Regions from separate parts of the Sus scrofa genome. Here region 1 is linked to region 2. Evidence: chromatin contacts called from public Hi-C data. All regions are on one chromosome and are shown on one strand. Each heading gives the region's core, a stretch centred on a gene start, on an enhancer-like site or on the middle of the called end of the contact. The rest is flanking DNA. Distances are from core to core; before and after follow the strand shown.

The links. A called contact is a pair of places that touch in the nucleus more often than the background predicts.
Region 1: a contact with region 2 is called in a Hi-C map of retroperitoneal adipose tissue, with 2.2 times the contacts expected there. The contact joins the promoter of LRRN4 here to the enhancer-like site in region 2. A contact is called at or near these places in 7 of 47 Hi-C or Micro-C datasets (embryonic fibroblasts, fetal heart ventricle, heart right ventricle and 3 more).

The regions. Positions count from the first base shown.
Region 1 is chr17:14,906,579-14,913,494 of Sscrofa11.1, reverse strand. LRRN4 (leucine-rich repeat neuronal protein 4) reads left to right here and starts at 5,383. Exons shown (of 7, transcript XM_003359892.3): 1 at 5,383-5,490; 2 at 5,610-6,204. The coding sequence starts at 5,383.
Region 2 is chr17:14,382,687-14,390,075 of Sscrofa11.1, reverse strand. No RefSeq gene overlaps it. Among named protein-coding and RNA genes, the nearest start is that of GPCPD1, 90 kb to the left of the region's middle. Within about 2 kb of position 2,050, at least 23 of the 83 cell types and tissues checked have an H3K27ac peak or open chromatin away from gene starts, as enhancers often do. A contact at or near this core is called in retroperitoneal adipose tissue and subcutaneous adipose tissue, where this site is marked.

The DNA of each region.
Region 1 (6,916 bases), core at 4,134-6,633, 520 kb before region 2:
TTAATAGATGCAAACTGTTACCTTTGGAATGGATTAGCCATGAGATGCTGCTGTGTAGCACTGGGAACTATGTTTAGTCACTTATGATGGAGCATGATAATGTGTGAAAACAGAATATGTACATATATGTGTAACTGGGTCACCATGCTGTACAGTAGGAAAAAATGCATTGGGGACATACTGTTTTCCATAGTGGTTGTCCTAATGCTTTTTAAATTTCTAGTCACTAGTTATTGGCTTCCTACAAAGGATTTTAATAAACATTGCTGCTTGGAGACTCAAAGTATACTATCATTCTATTTTTTCTTTTGGATTTTTATTTATTACCTTGGTTAATACACTCCCTTGTTCTAATTTTTCTTACTTAGTTTTCTATGTATTTATTTCTGTATTTTCTTACTCTCTCTGACCTAACTCTAAAATATCTCTGAATAAGGTTAAACATATTGATCAGGTTATTGTTTTTGAGAATATCCTTGTAAATGAGATATCTTGTATCCTCTATTGGGACTAGCTACTCTCTAGATCGGTGGCATAGATGCTGTCTCTTTGCCATTAATCTCACATGAGATTCTCAGTCTCTCTGTGAGATTCCCAGTTTCTGAGTACCCATCCAAACCCTCTGAAGGATATTAATTAAATGGTTTGTTGCACTTCCTGCATGATCATGGATTGCCCCAAGATTGTTCTAATTGCTCTGTTTTGGTATGTTTTTCAAGTTAAAGACCTTCTGCTAACTCGTGTTCATTCATATTTGAATGAAATTCTAAAAACCCTGATTGACAAGATGTGCGAGGTATGGAGCTTGTTGACTGGTGGTTTCTCTGTAATGTGTCTGGAGGACGAGATGGCACTTTTGTCACAAGTGCCCTAAATGTCAGTATTTGTAAGTTCTTCCTTTGTACAGATAGTTTCTCCAAAAAGAAATACTCTACTTTCTTGTCTGAGTGACACAGGAATGTCTTCCAGCATCCTGGAAGCCTAGAAGAGTTCTTAGATGACGGTGGTGAGGGGTGCCCAGGAACTCACTTTCCTCTGGAAACTGTTACTTAATCCTCCTGATTTAAGTAAATCCACTGTGTTGATACCTAAACTTAGAAACCTACTCTTATTTTGAGAATAAACCCATCTCCTTCATGGATGGAGGAGGTTCATTCAACTGGCTGCGAGGGCTTGAGAAGTGAATCATAATCATTATAATTATTACTCCCCTAGTTCCTCTCAAAGGCCTGTGAAAGTTTGAACAGTTACATGACCACCGTATGCCGGGATCATCAGTGCTCTATCTCATGGCCAGTCTTCCTGCAGTCCAGCTCAAAACTCCTGTTTTAGAGTTCTTAGACTTGGCTCCTAGGACTGCTCTTAGCAGCATCTGCCATAGGTTGGGTGCCTTGGAATTCCAAAAGAGAAGTCTGCACGTGATTGCCAAGATTGGGGGAGGGACGTGATCTCAGGAACAAACCTTTAAAGATTGGAGGAGGGACGCGATCTCAGGAACAAGTCTATAAGGATGTGCCCACAACAGGGCAGGACAAAGGAGCAGGCTAAACTGCAAAGCCGTTTCAAAGGCCTTTCTTTCTACAAAGGCCTCAGCCAGGCTCACAGGGGTTCTTGCTCCTAGGATGCCCTTCCTAGACAGTCTGATTTGAGGTAAGAGGGTCCCCATGTGGACCAAGCTGCTGACAGCAAGGAGGTGTAATCCTTCATTGATGCTCACCCACTGAGTGAGGCCAGGGATCGAAGCCATATCCTCATGGAAACTAGTCAGATTTGTTTCCACTTGAACCACAAAGGGAACTCCCAAATGGGACCTGATTAAACTTAAAACTTTTTACATGGCAAAGGAAACCCTAAACAAAACCAAATGACCACCCAACAGAATGGGAGAATATATTTGCAAATGAAGCAACTGGCAAGGGATTAATCTCCAAAATATATAAGCATCTCCCTAAACTCACTATCAAAAAAATAAACAACCCCATCAAAAAAAAATTGGCAGAAGATCTAAACAGACAATTCTCCAAAGAAGACATACAGATGTGAAAAGATGTTCAACATCACTAATTATTAGAGAAATTCAAATCAAAACTACTACCACCTTACACCAGCCAGAATGACCATCATCAAAAAGTCTACAAACAATAAACCCTGGAGAGGGTGTGGAGAAGAGGGAACCCTCTTACACTGTTGGTGGAAATGTAAATTGGTGCAACCACTATGGAAAATAGTATGGAGATTCCTCGAAAAACTGAAAATAGAATTATGATATGATCTAGCAGTCCCACTTCTGGGCATCTATCTAGAGAAAAGAATGACTCAGAAAGATACATATACTCCAGTGTTCATTGCAGCACTCTATACAATAGCCAAGACACGGAAGCAACCTAAATGTCCACCAACAGAGGAGTGATTGAGGAAGATATGGTACATATACACAATGGAACATCACTCAGCCATAAAAAGGAATGAACTAACGGCATTTGCAGCAACATGGATGGACCTAGAAATTATCGTGCCAAGTGAAGTTAGTCAGACTGTGAAACACAAACGTCGTAAGATATCACTTATATGTAGAAGCTTAAAAAAGGATCCAAAGAACTCATTTGCAGAACAGAAATTCATAGACTTTGAAATACTTATGGTTACCAAAGGATCCAGGTTGTGGGGGAAGGATGAGAGTTTGGGATGGAAATGTTCTAAAATTAGGTTGTGGAGGTGCCCTTGTGGCTCAGCGGGAACGAATCTGATTAATAGCCATGAGGATGCAGGTTCGATCCCTGCCTTGCTCAGTAGGTTAAAGACGGCGTTGCCATGAGCTGTGCTGTAGATCTCGCCATGGCTCGGATCTGGCATTGCTGTGGTTGTGGCGTAGGCCGGCAGCTATAGCTTTGATTCAACCCTTAGCCTGGGAACCTGCATATGCCACGGTTGCAGCCCTAAAGAGACAAAAGACAAAATAAATAAACAATAAAAGGGGTCAGGGACTGCTGGTGACAAGCAGAGTGCACCCACTGGGGCAAGGCCAATCCGACACCGTGGGTGAGACCTCTAAGCAAACACTTGCCATGCAGGACCTGCCATCAGACTCCCCAGCTCAAAGGCCCAACTGGGCTAGCTCACCAGTGGCAGCAGGGACCTGCCCTGAACAGACTGACCCAGTGTCTGAGCTTGGCCATTGGTGAGCTAGCAGCAGGGACAAGAAGCTGCTTCAGAGGGCCTGAGGCTCCGACAAATGCCAAACAATGACCTCCAGGTTCCTCAGTCAGGGGCCTATCCAGGCCCCTGGCCCCACTGGTATATAGAAGAACATGCTGTCACTCTCTGGGGACCTCTTTATAGGTCTCCTTGGAGAACAGCCTCTCCCCGCCCCCACGGGGGACTGATGAAGGTACATTTCTGAGCAGCAAGGCCAAGGGCTGACACTTAGGCTGACAGGAGATTTTTGAGCTTGGGTGGAGATGGCCACAAAGGAGATTCTAAGGATTTGTAATCATGCAATTAAACAGGCCCTGGAGTTCCTCAGGGCCTCTCAGATAAGGACTGACAGGAGACAGGATGAAGTCAGTCTCAGCATCTGTGCACACACCCTGCCTTCTTTATCAAGTCCCACTCCTTATGAGAGATAAGCATCCCTGCTGTCACTGAACTAGATCCCAGAGAAACCAAACCAACACTTCCTGGGGACTCCTGGATCTGCCCTGTGCCTGCCCTGTTCTCACAGCCTCTGAGGACCCCCTACTCTTGCTGCTTTTTTCCAAAAAATCTCTCCTATGGACGGAGGTAACTTCCTCTTTGGAGGGCAGGGGGCTTCCTCCTCAGGCCAGCTCACCATCAGCCTCCAATGATCCCAGGAAATGGGAACCACCTGGCAGCAGGACTAGATTCCTGGACATGATGGGGCTGCCTCTGTGTCACTGCACCCATCAGCCCTCGCACTCACCTCAGCCCAAAGAGCTGACTCCTTCCATTTCTCAGGCCCCGGAAGGGTGGCTGGCATAAGGCCAGGTGAAGATGGGGGAGGTGCCAAGCCTGGAAAGGGGCAGCTCAGGCCCAGGAGAAGGAGGAGGCAGCAGTGAGGATGTTGGCTGAAGACCACAGTGTCTCTGCAGGGAAGGAGGGGCTGCAGGGGCTGGGGTGTCTCAGGATCCCTGAGTGGCTGGGGCCAGGGGTATCTGAGGAACAGGCCTCCTTCGGAAATTCAAAGTTGAGCTGCTAAGCCATGGCTCCTGGACTCTATAAGGCCAGATCGAAGACTGCAGACAGGCCTCTGGGGCTGCCACCCTCCAAAAGGATCATTTTCAGGTGAGTGTGACATACTGCTGAACACATGGACTCCTAGCCTCAGTTTCCAGGATCTTTCTCACTGCCTTAACTTCCAGCTAGCAAGAGGGTGGCCCTTTCCCTGAAGCCAGGGACCTAGTGGTCCTCAGAGACAGCTGGAGCCGGAATACACACCTGCAGAAAGAAGGGGATGTCAAGTAGTGACCTCAAGGCCAGAACCTGGTTGGAAGTAGCTTGGCTGCTCCCACATCAGCCCATGGCTGCCTGATCTACCCCAACCTGATCTTCCAGCTGCCCTGTGAAATCCTGGGTACTCCAAAACCCCCATACCTAGCAGCCCTCAGCCCTCCCTTCTGGGCAGGGCTGACTTCAGGATCAAATGGGAACCAAGACATGCTTGGCTCCAGGTCCCCAAGCATCCTGGGGCTCCTTTCTTCCTTGAAGGCAACCCTGAGTGCCCTCCCAAGAAAGGGACCTCAGAACGTATGTATGTATCTTTTTAGAACCACACCCGAGGCATATGGAAGTTCCCAAGTGAGGAGTCGAATTAGAGCTGCAGCTGCTGCAGCTACCAGCCTCTGCCACAGCCACAGCAGATTCTTAACCCACAGGTTTGAACCTGTGTCCTCATAGATACTAGTCCAATTCACTACTGCTGACCCACAGTGAAAACTCCCCAGAACTTAATTTAAAATATGACCTGCAACTGAGTCACAGGCCAGCTGGACTCACCTGTGGTTGGGCAGTTCCAAGCTGAAAAATTGGGCAACCAAGTGTCGCTGGAACCAATAAAATCTTCCTCAAATCCCATGTTCATATGTTGGCTGAGCTTCTTCCAGACTGAGGCCATCCTCGGGCACGTTATTAATATACATTTATGTAGCAGCATCTGCACCCCTGGGGGTTGGGGGAGCGTCTTCAGAGATAAAGGCCACTGTTCCTTTCCCTTCAGAAGCTCATGGGATGGGAACACGCAAAGGGAGAAGGTGACTGTGAGGTTCAGGGTGAGACCTTCTGCAGGAGGTCACCTGTGGATGGTAACCCTGGAGTGAATTACGGGGAAAGGAAAAGCTGGGGAAGGAAGGGCAGAAGGTGCCAGAGATGACGGGGGAAAGCAGGCAGGGGCCAAGTCACTGCACATCCAGTGATGCAGAGGAACGTACCCTGCCTTTCAGGGTACATCCAGGGCTGGGCTCCTGGGAGCTGAGGGTAGGGGGCACATCTGCCCCTTCGTATGGGGCTTCCGATGCATTTAGAGGGCTGCCCACTTGCTCTTCTCTCCCTAGCCATGTGGTGCTGGGCTCTGGTGGTGGTGGTGCTGCTGCTAGCCTCTCCAGAAGTCCGTCGTTTTCCAGCTCACTGAGCAAGGCCCCTGGGTGAGCGGGGCCGGCAACGCCACCGTCTTGCACTGCGAGGGGCCGGCCGCCGCGGGGGTCACGACCCTGACCCTGGCGAACCGCAGCCTGGAGCGCCTGCCCGGCCGCCTACCGAGCACGCTGCGCGACCTCGACGGCAGCCAGAACCTGCTGCGTTCCCTGAGAGCGCCCGAGCTCGGCCACCTGCCGCGGCTGCGGGTGCTGAATCTGCTCCACAACCGCATCGCCGCGCCGCGCTGGGGCCCCGGCGCTCCCGCGGGCCTGCGCACGCTCGACCTCAGCTACAATCTGCTGGCGGCCCTGCCGCCGTGCGCCGGGCCGGAGCTGCCCAGCCTCCGCGTGCTGGCGCTGGCCGGAAACCCGCAGCGGGCGCTGCAGCCCGGGGCCTCTACCTGCTTCCCCGAGCTGCGCCTGCTCAACCTGTCCTGCCCCGCGCTGGGCCGCGACGACCAAGAGGGCATCGCCGACGCCACCTTCACCCGGGCAGGCGGCGCGCCCCTGGCCGCGCTCGAGGTCCTGGTCCTCAGTGGCACGTTCCTCCCGCGCGGTGAGTGTGGGCGCCCGGAAACCTGGGGAGGGAGGGCCGTGAACTTTCTCCAGGGGCGCTGCCCCAGGCACCTGCTGGCAGGACCGCTCAAAGACACCCTGCTCCGAGGTTCCCCAAGCCCAGACCACCCTGTTTGAAGCTCCCCACCTACAGGCCCTGAGTCCCAAGAAGCTTCACTCCCTGAGTCCCAGGAAGCTTCACTCCTCGAGTCCCAAGAGGTGGGGACTATCTCCGTTCTGCATGGGAGGGAACCGGTGGACAGAAAGAGGAGTGGCTGGCGTGCGGCCTCACAGGTCGTCAGCGATGCCTCCACATCAGAAGTCTGGCGTTCTGGGTCCAGAGCCCACACTTTTAGCTGCTTTGTTCTGCTCCCCAGCAGAGTTGGTCAATGCTTGTAGAATGGGGAGGTGGGGGCGGGGGTGGATGCAACACTTCGGAGGCCGATAGATGAATTTGGTACCAAACATTTAGTTAACGTGAAGCACTCGATGCTCTGAGGATGCAGTCATTGATTTCTACTCGGTTGGCCAAAATTATTTCTGTGAATGTTGCATCCTTCAAACAAGATAAAGGAGGGAGGAAAGAGTGCCTCTTCTCCTGTACTTAACATATTCTGACTCTGATTCACAGGGTTGGTTTTATTTTTAAAACACACCGTATCACCTGTTCCATCATCAACAGGAGAACAAAGAACAAGAGCAGGAAACAGAGG
Region 2 (7,389 bases), core at 801-3,300:
AAGTACTCAATAGATGGTATTATTGTTAGCATTGTTTTTAGGTTTTGAAAATAACTGTAATCAGCCCACAGGGGAGTTCTTAGAGAATGCCACCTCCCCATCAAACTATGCATTCAAATCTGGAAACCAGTAGAAAGGACAGGCTGCATGGATGACAGGGAGAGGGTGGCATGGTGGTCAGAGGCTCCCCGAAACTGAGAGGACACAGAGCTTGCTTACAGGCCCTTCAGCTGGCAGGTAGAAGATTCAGGTGAAGCCCAAGCAACCTGGGACGCACATCTGTGTCCCGTTGCTGGTCTTCTTCTCTCAGGCACCCAGTTGGCCTCAAGTGCATTCTCTCTGAGTGATGCTCGTGGCCTCTTCCTCACTCACCTGAGGGAGCAGGAGCTCTAAAAACTGCAGGCAGACCCTAAAGGCATGAGGGGCAGCCAGCCCATCCACAAGGCATGGTGCCCAGGCAGGACACGAGGCACGTGCAGGAACCACAGTGAGAGCTGGTGTCTTGTCACAGAAACCAGTGTGGAAAGGAAACTCCTGCCTATAGAATCTTCGCCAATATACCATCACTCTCTGGCTCCCCAACCCTCAACGGCACCCTTGTGCCTTAGAAAGACCATCTATAGGTCTCATAAAAGACAAATAAGAGTTCCTCTTTGGTGCAGTGGAGACGAATCCGACTAGTATCCATGAGGATGCGGGTTTGATCCCTGGCCTTGCTCAGTGGGTCGGGGATACGGTGGTGCCATGAGCTGTGGTATAGTTTGCAGACACAGCTGGAGTCTGGCATTGCTGTGGCTGTGGCTAAGCCGGCAGCTGAAGCTTCGATTCAGCCCCTAGCCTGGGAACTTCCATATGCCACAGGTGCAGCCCTGAAAAGACATTAAAAAAAAAAAAAAAAAAAAAAGACAAATACACTCTAGCCCTCCAATCCAGGCAAAATAAGCCAAGTGCCCTCCTTTAAACTGCCCCCAAGTCCTCCTGTCCTTTACTCCCAGCTTCTCCCCACCATCCTGCTTGCCAGGTGCTATTGTCACCTCCACAGGAGTTCCAGCCCCCTCTTTCTTCAGCTTCAACTCGACAGCATGGCCCCTGCGGGAACTCCTCACGCCTTCTGACTCTCCAAGAGTGACCCTGTCTGCAGCTTCTGTTTGATGCAAAGTAAAGGCCCTTTTCTGTCTCCCTTCCAGGACTTTTCCGTCAGTCTGCCTTAGATCTTTCTACGTTCCTTCAGCTCCTGTTGAAGAACCGTTTTCCCCCGCCTTGATCCACACAGTGTCCAGTCTGTGCCCGGGCCAGTGCTGGCTTCAGGAATCCCGCTGCTCAGAGGCAGAGTGGAGAAGGGAGGCGTGGGCAGCGAGAAGGACCACAGGAGACGCCGAGGGGGAAGGAGGGGAGGTCGGTCTGAAGAGGCCTAGGGACCGGCCCAACCTTCTCCTGGAAAGTGGACACTGGTGTTGCCGTGACTTGCAGAGTTCTTGGAACTGTGCCAGTGAGGACTGAGGGAAAGAGCAGGGCCGCGAGAAGGGGAAACCAGGAGGGATGAGTTAGCCACGCCCTCTCCTCCCCGCCCACGGCGACCCTGACTCCTCCCCCTCGCCCGAAATCCAGTTTCTCCCGGGAAACTCCGACCTTGGCATTCCAGAAAGTCTTCCTGGGTCTCTGTAGCTGACCCTCGTTCCTCCTTGCTCTGCATCCCCCAACCCCTCGCCGGCTCCCCTGCGGCTCGGCCCCACTTGCTCCGAAATATGGTCAGCGAGCCGGTTCCTGAGCGGCTTCAGCAATGCCTTTTTTTTGAGTTCCCTTAGCTCCAATCACCGTACGACTGACAGGCAAAGGCATTATCGTCAGGGAGTCGACTAGTCCAGGGATGTAGTAAGAAGTAAATTTGTCTTGCACAGAATAGGCAGGAGAGCGCCTTAATGAGGGAGGAGCAAAGTCCCAAGAGAAGCAACGAAAAAATACTTTGGCCACAAAGACTTTGCGTTTCAGACAGGGAGTAAAAATGGTTTCTATCCAGTTGGCCACGAGAGGGCGCTCTGTGCAAAATCTTGAGGCCGCGCTTCAGTCCTTTTGACTTCTCCCAAACCCTGGGCTGTCCCCCAGAGGTAGGGACACCTAAGCCCCGTGCAGCTTGCCTGGGTCTCAGGACACAGGTATTTAGTTTGGTGACATTTCCCCCGGTGGAGCAGAGGCAACAAAATCACCAAATTGATGACCCATTGTTTGCTGGATAACGAGTAAGACTGGTAAAAGGCAATTTGGTTAGTGCAAAGGTGCCTTGAGCCCTGAGCTGGTCCCTGCTTTACTGACCTCCGGAAGTGTGACATGAAGGAGATCATTCTGTACTCTTGGCCAGGTTCACTCTATAAAATGGCTTGGCTCCTGTTCCAGCCTGTGCTGGGATGATGTTGGCTTCTTCCAACCCTCCAGGGCGGTGGCCTGTGCTGTTTAGTTCACAAGGAAGCTGCACGCCCTCGTTTCTGCCTCTCTCGGGGCGGGACGGTTGTGGAAACCAGCACTTCCTGCAGTAGGGACTGCTGATATCCTGGGCGCTCTCCATATTCTTCCTGAGATAACCCATTCCACCAGGGCAGTGAAAGATCCAGGAAAGCAGAACCAGCCCTGGCTTTAGAAGTGAGCCTAGGAGTTCCTGTCGTGGCGCAGTGGTTAATGAATCCGACTAGGAACCATGAGGTTGCGGGTTCAATCCGTGGCCTTGCTCAGCGGGTTAAGGATCCGTCGTTGCCATGAGCTGTGGTGCAGGTTGCAGACGCGGCTCCGATCCCGCGTTGCTGTGGCTCTGGCGTAGGCCTGTGGCTACAGCTCCGATTGGACCCCTAGCCTGGGAACCTCCATATGCCGTGGGAAGTGGCCCTCGAAAAGGCAAAAAAAAAAAAGTGAGCCTAAAATAGGTATGTGCAGGAGGAAACTAGTTGCGCAAATTCTTCCAAAACACAAGATGATGTGTTTTGTGCAAAGTGTGTCTGACTCATTCTTGTGTATAATGGTAGAGGGACAGACAACAGAATGAGGCACCACTGGGGCTGGGGGCAGCCTGGGGAGAGAGACAAAGAAGGGTAAGGAGAGGGAGAACAAGGTGTTTCTGAACATTTTATCTCATAAGAAACTGACATCTATAGCAAGATGTCAGTTCCAATAACTCTGGTTGGTTCTTAAATGGTTTTCTGCAATCCTCTCTAGTGTGACCCTTCCTTTGAATTAAAAAGGAAAAATGACTTTGAGTAATTTTTAAAGTAACAGAGAGCTCACCAGCAACCCAGTGCAGATCTTGGTCTAGGGTAGTTTTTCCCCTAGCATGACTTTTTGTAGATGAAGGCATGTGTTCATAAAGTGTCTCAGGTTTTCCAGGCCATAGTAATCCAGGCAGGATAATCCTAAAGGAGGGAGACATACTGTGGGGGTGGAGGGGCCAGCTGCATCTAAGCAACCCCCACAGTGCCTCAAGTCTATGGGGATTTGTCTTCTACATCTGTAAAATGGGCATGAAGCCTGTCCTATCTACTTTACCAAGACATAATATGCATTAAATGAGATATTTGTGCAAACACCTCTAACGTAATGATACAAGCAGGTAAACAACAATCATTTACTTGTCAAGCAATGAATCCCAAGGTCTCACTTATGGCTGACGTTAGTGTCAACAACAAGGGAGAAATGAAGAGAGGCTGTATAAACAAGTATAAAGGGAAAGAAATATGAAGAAGAAAAACTTAATGATGAAAACTAAGATCTCCAAGAAAAGAGCTGTTCTTCCAAGATCCCAACTTATGGCCAGCCTTTCAAAATAATGGAAATTAATGTATACATGTGTGTGTAACTGGGTCACCATGCTGTACAGTAGGAAAAAAAAATATATATAGGGAAATAAAAATAAATAAATAAATAAACACCCCTCCAAAATAATGAAAATTATACTACGTGAAAAATGATCACAGTCATTAGATTTTAGAGCAGTATTTATATTATCTCACCACAGTAAGTCAGCAGTTATATCCTATGAAAGCCTCAAGGCTTCAATTTTCAGAGTTTAACTAGTGCAGAATTCACCACCAAAGAAGCACTTAAACTAATATCAATATAGAATAAACCAGAAGAAAAAGAGAAAAGTACCAAGTTGCTCCCTGCATTGTTTCCAACTGAGGCTCTGTTCTGCAAACATCAGAGGAGCGACCTGGATTAGATGGTTTCTTGAAGATCTGGATAAACTCAGTAAGTTGAAGTCTTTCTGGTCAGGAACTAGTGAGTTTCTCGTGTAAAAACGTGGTACTACTTAAGGAAATCCAGACTCCTAAGTGGAAGCTTTTTGTAGCATTGTTACTGGTATAAAAGAGTGCTTATGTTCAAAATCAGGTTGTGATGATGGTTGTACAACTATCTATATAATAAAATTCACCAAATTAAAAAAATGCTTAAAAAAAAGAGTGCTTAGAGATTCACCCATGGAGTCGTTCTTTTTTATTTTTTATTTTATTTTTTAATTTTTAGGGACACTCCTGGGGCATATGGAAGTTCTTAGGCTAGGGGTCCAATTCGAGCTACAGCTGCTGGCCTGTGCCACAGCCACAGCAACACCAGATCTGAGCTGGCATCTGCGACCCCACCACAGCTCATGGCAATGCTGGATCCTTTAAGCCACTGAGCAAGGCCAGGGATGAACCTGCATCCTCATGGATACTAGTTGGGTTCTTAACCCATGGAGCCACTCCCTATGGAGTCATTCTGATAGCTGATGCCAGACAAAAAAGGGAGATGTACAGTGGGCAGAAGTTAATTAGACCCAACTTTTCTTCTTGGCCCCATCCTTTGTTCATTCCCTCCCCTGCGCCTTGCCTCTTGCTTCATACCATCCCCAAGCACCTGGCTTCTCTGCCTCTCTCACACCTTTCTTAGCATAATCTATTTATCTGTTCCACGTTGCAGGCTTAAGGTGACACCCCTCTCAGAAGCACCCCAAATTCGAAGAGGCTATTTGAGGAGGGCAGCATGATGAGGCTTGGATCTGAATCCTAACTTCTGTATGTGGGGGGCATTCTCCACAAGAGCCCACAGTGCTCCCTTCCTCCTGGTATTCACCGACTTGCCCATTCCCTCCCATCACATCAGGCCTGGCCCTGGGGGACCAGTAGCGTTTGGCAGAAGTGATGGTAGATGGATTCCTGGGCTAAGTCACAAAAGGCATTGCGGCTTCTTGGGTCATTTTTTCGGGGGAAGCCGGCCACCACTCTGTGAGGTCACTCAAGCCCCTTCAGAGATGGATACACCCGGAAAAGAAGCAAGGATTCCTGCCAGTGACCAGTATCAGCTTGCCAGCTATATGTGAACCCCCCCTGGGAAGAGGGACCTCCAACCCCAGCTGACATCTGACTACAACATCATGAGAGACCTTGAGTTTGACACCTGGCTGAGCTGTCTGAATTCTTGAGTCACTCACTGAAACCATGAGAAATAACAGATGATTATTGGGTTTTTAAAAAATTTTTATTTTTGTCTTTTTAGGGCCGCACCCAGTGGCATATGGAAGGTCCCAGACGAGAGGTCGAATCAGAGCTGCAGCTGCCAGTCACAGCCACAGCAACGCTCACAGCCTTGTCTGATCCTTAACCCACTGAGTGGGGCCAGGAATTGAACCCGTGTCCTCATGGATGCTAGTTGGGTTTGTTATCTCTGAACCACAAGAGGAACTCCAACAAACGATTGTTTTTGTTTTAAGTCTTAAACCTGGGGGCAGTATGCTACATAGACATGTTAACAAGAAGAGCTAGATCAGATTTAGGGAAAAAAACAGTGGTAATTTTTTTTGCATTAGATAATGTAAAATAAAATTAAAACTCACTATAAGATAGTAGCAAGATCTGTGCAAGTCTCTTGTTGTAGAGATGAGGCAACTAAGAACCAGGAGAATAGAAAGTGAGTCCTAGCCCTGCTGACTCGCACTGTGTAGGGGGGCTTTTCCCTACATCCCTCTTCCCAAATGGATTTTGTTTCGTATTATTTCTACCTTACTCCCAGAATATTGGTGCCCTGAATTTTACAGACCAGTTGGCACTTCTTAACAAGCTACCATTGGCCCACTCAAACTGAAAACCTCAACTTGACATCATATCTAGTATCCCTTTACTTTTCTCTTTCAACCCTAATTCCAGCATCCACTGCTTTCTTCCAGTTAGGCACCCACCAAAGGTTTTTATTCTTTTTTTTTTTTCATATATTATTCTTTTTAGGGCTATACCGGAGGCATATGGAAGTTCCCAGACTAGGGGTCTAATCAGAGCTACAGCTGCCGGCCTACACCAGAGCCACAGCAATGCAAGGTCTGAGTCACATCTGCAAACTATACCACAGCTCAAGGCAATGCCAGATCCTTAACCCATTGAGCGAGGCCAGGGATCGAACCCACATCTTCATGGATCCTATAGGATTTGCTACCCCTGAGCTATGACAGGAACTCCAAAAGGTCTTTATTTTGACCCTGCTCACTTACCATGGCATACTGTTTTGAGTGGTACCATCCAGAGCATCTTATTTCTCTCTACCTTTGTTGGTTCCATATACTTACATATGCTGGCAACTAGGAGTTTCTATCTTCCCTTTATAAAGCAATTCTGGTTAGTGATCCCCCAGGGTAGCCGGTGATGTGGTCAGAATTTGACAAGGGCCCCCCAGCTCTGTGAAGGGATAAGCTCACTCTTCCTGGAGGTATTCAAGCAGGGTCTGAGTTACCCTCTGCCCACTGTGAATCAAGGAAGTGGGTCCAGCCTGCTTTGAAGATTCCTTCTGGCACTAATCGTTATAAATAAAATCTTTTGATTTTCTCATTCCTTCTGTGGTGTCTTACCAATACCCCTCCCACCTCCATTCACAGTGAGATCCATCTCCTTCTTTGCCCCTGCATGGCAGCCTCTGCCAAGGTCTGGAGAGACCCAGCTTTCTGTCCCAGCTCAACCACCAACTGGCTATGAAGCCCTGAGCAAATTCATGAACTGCTCTGAACTTCAGTCTCTTCCTCTCTCCCTGCTTTAAATGGAGTGTCAGCCCAGCATCCAGCACAAAGTTCCTCAGTAAACAGACGTCACTGTAGCTGCTCTGCCATATGAGCACTAATTCACATGCCCTCCTTTCCTTCAACCTCCTTTGGGGGCAGAGTCTGTGTCTTCTCGATCTGTACCCTCAGCCCCTAGCCCAGAGCCTTACGGCTGGTAGGCACTCTGTGAATTCATTCCTCAAACATGACTGAGGTCCAGAAACAGATGCTGTGGTTATAGAGTGGCTCCGACAAGATTTAGACTCTCAAGGCAGTCTGAGATAAAAACACAGACAAATAAATGCTGAGTTCTTAGAACTGAGTAGTAATTTTTAGTTTTCCTTGAC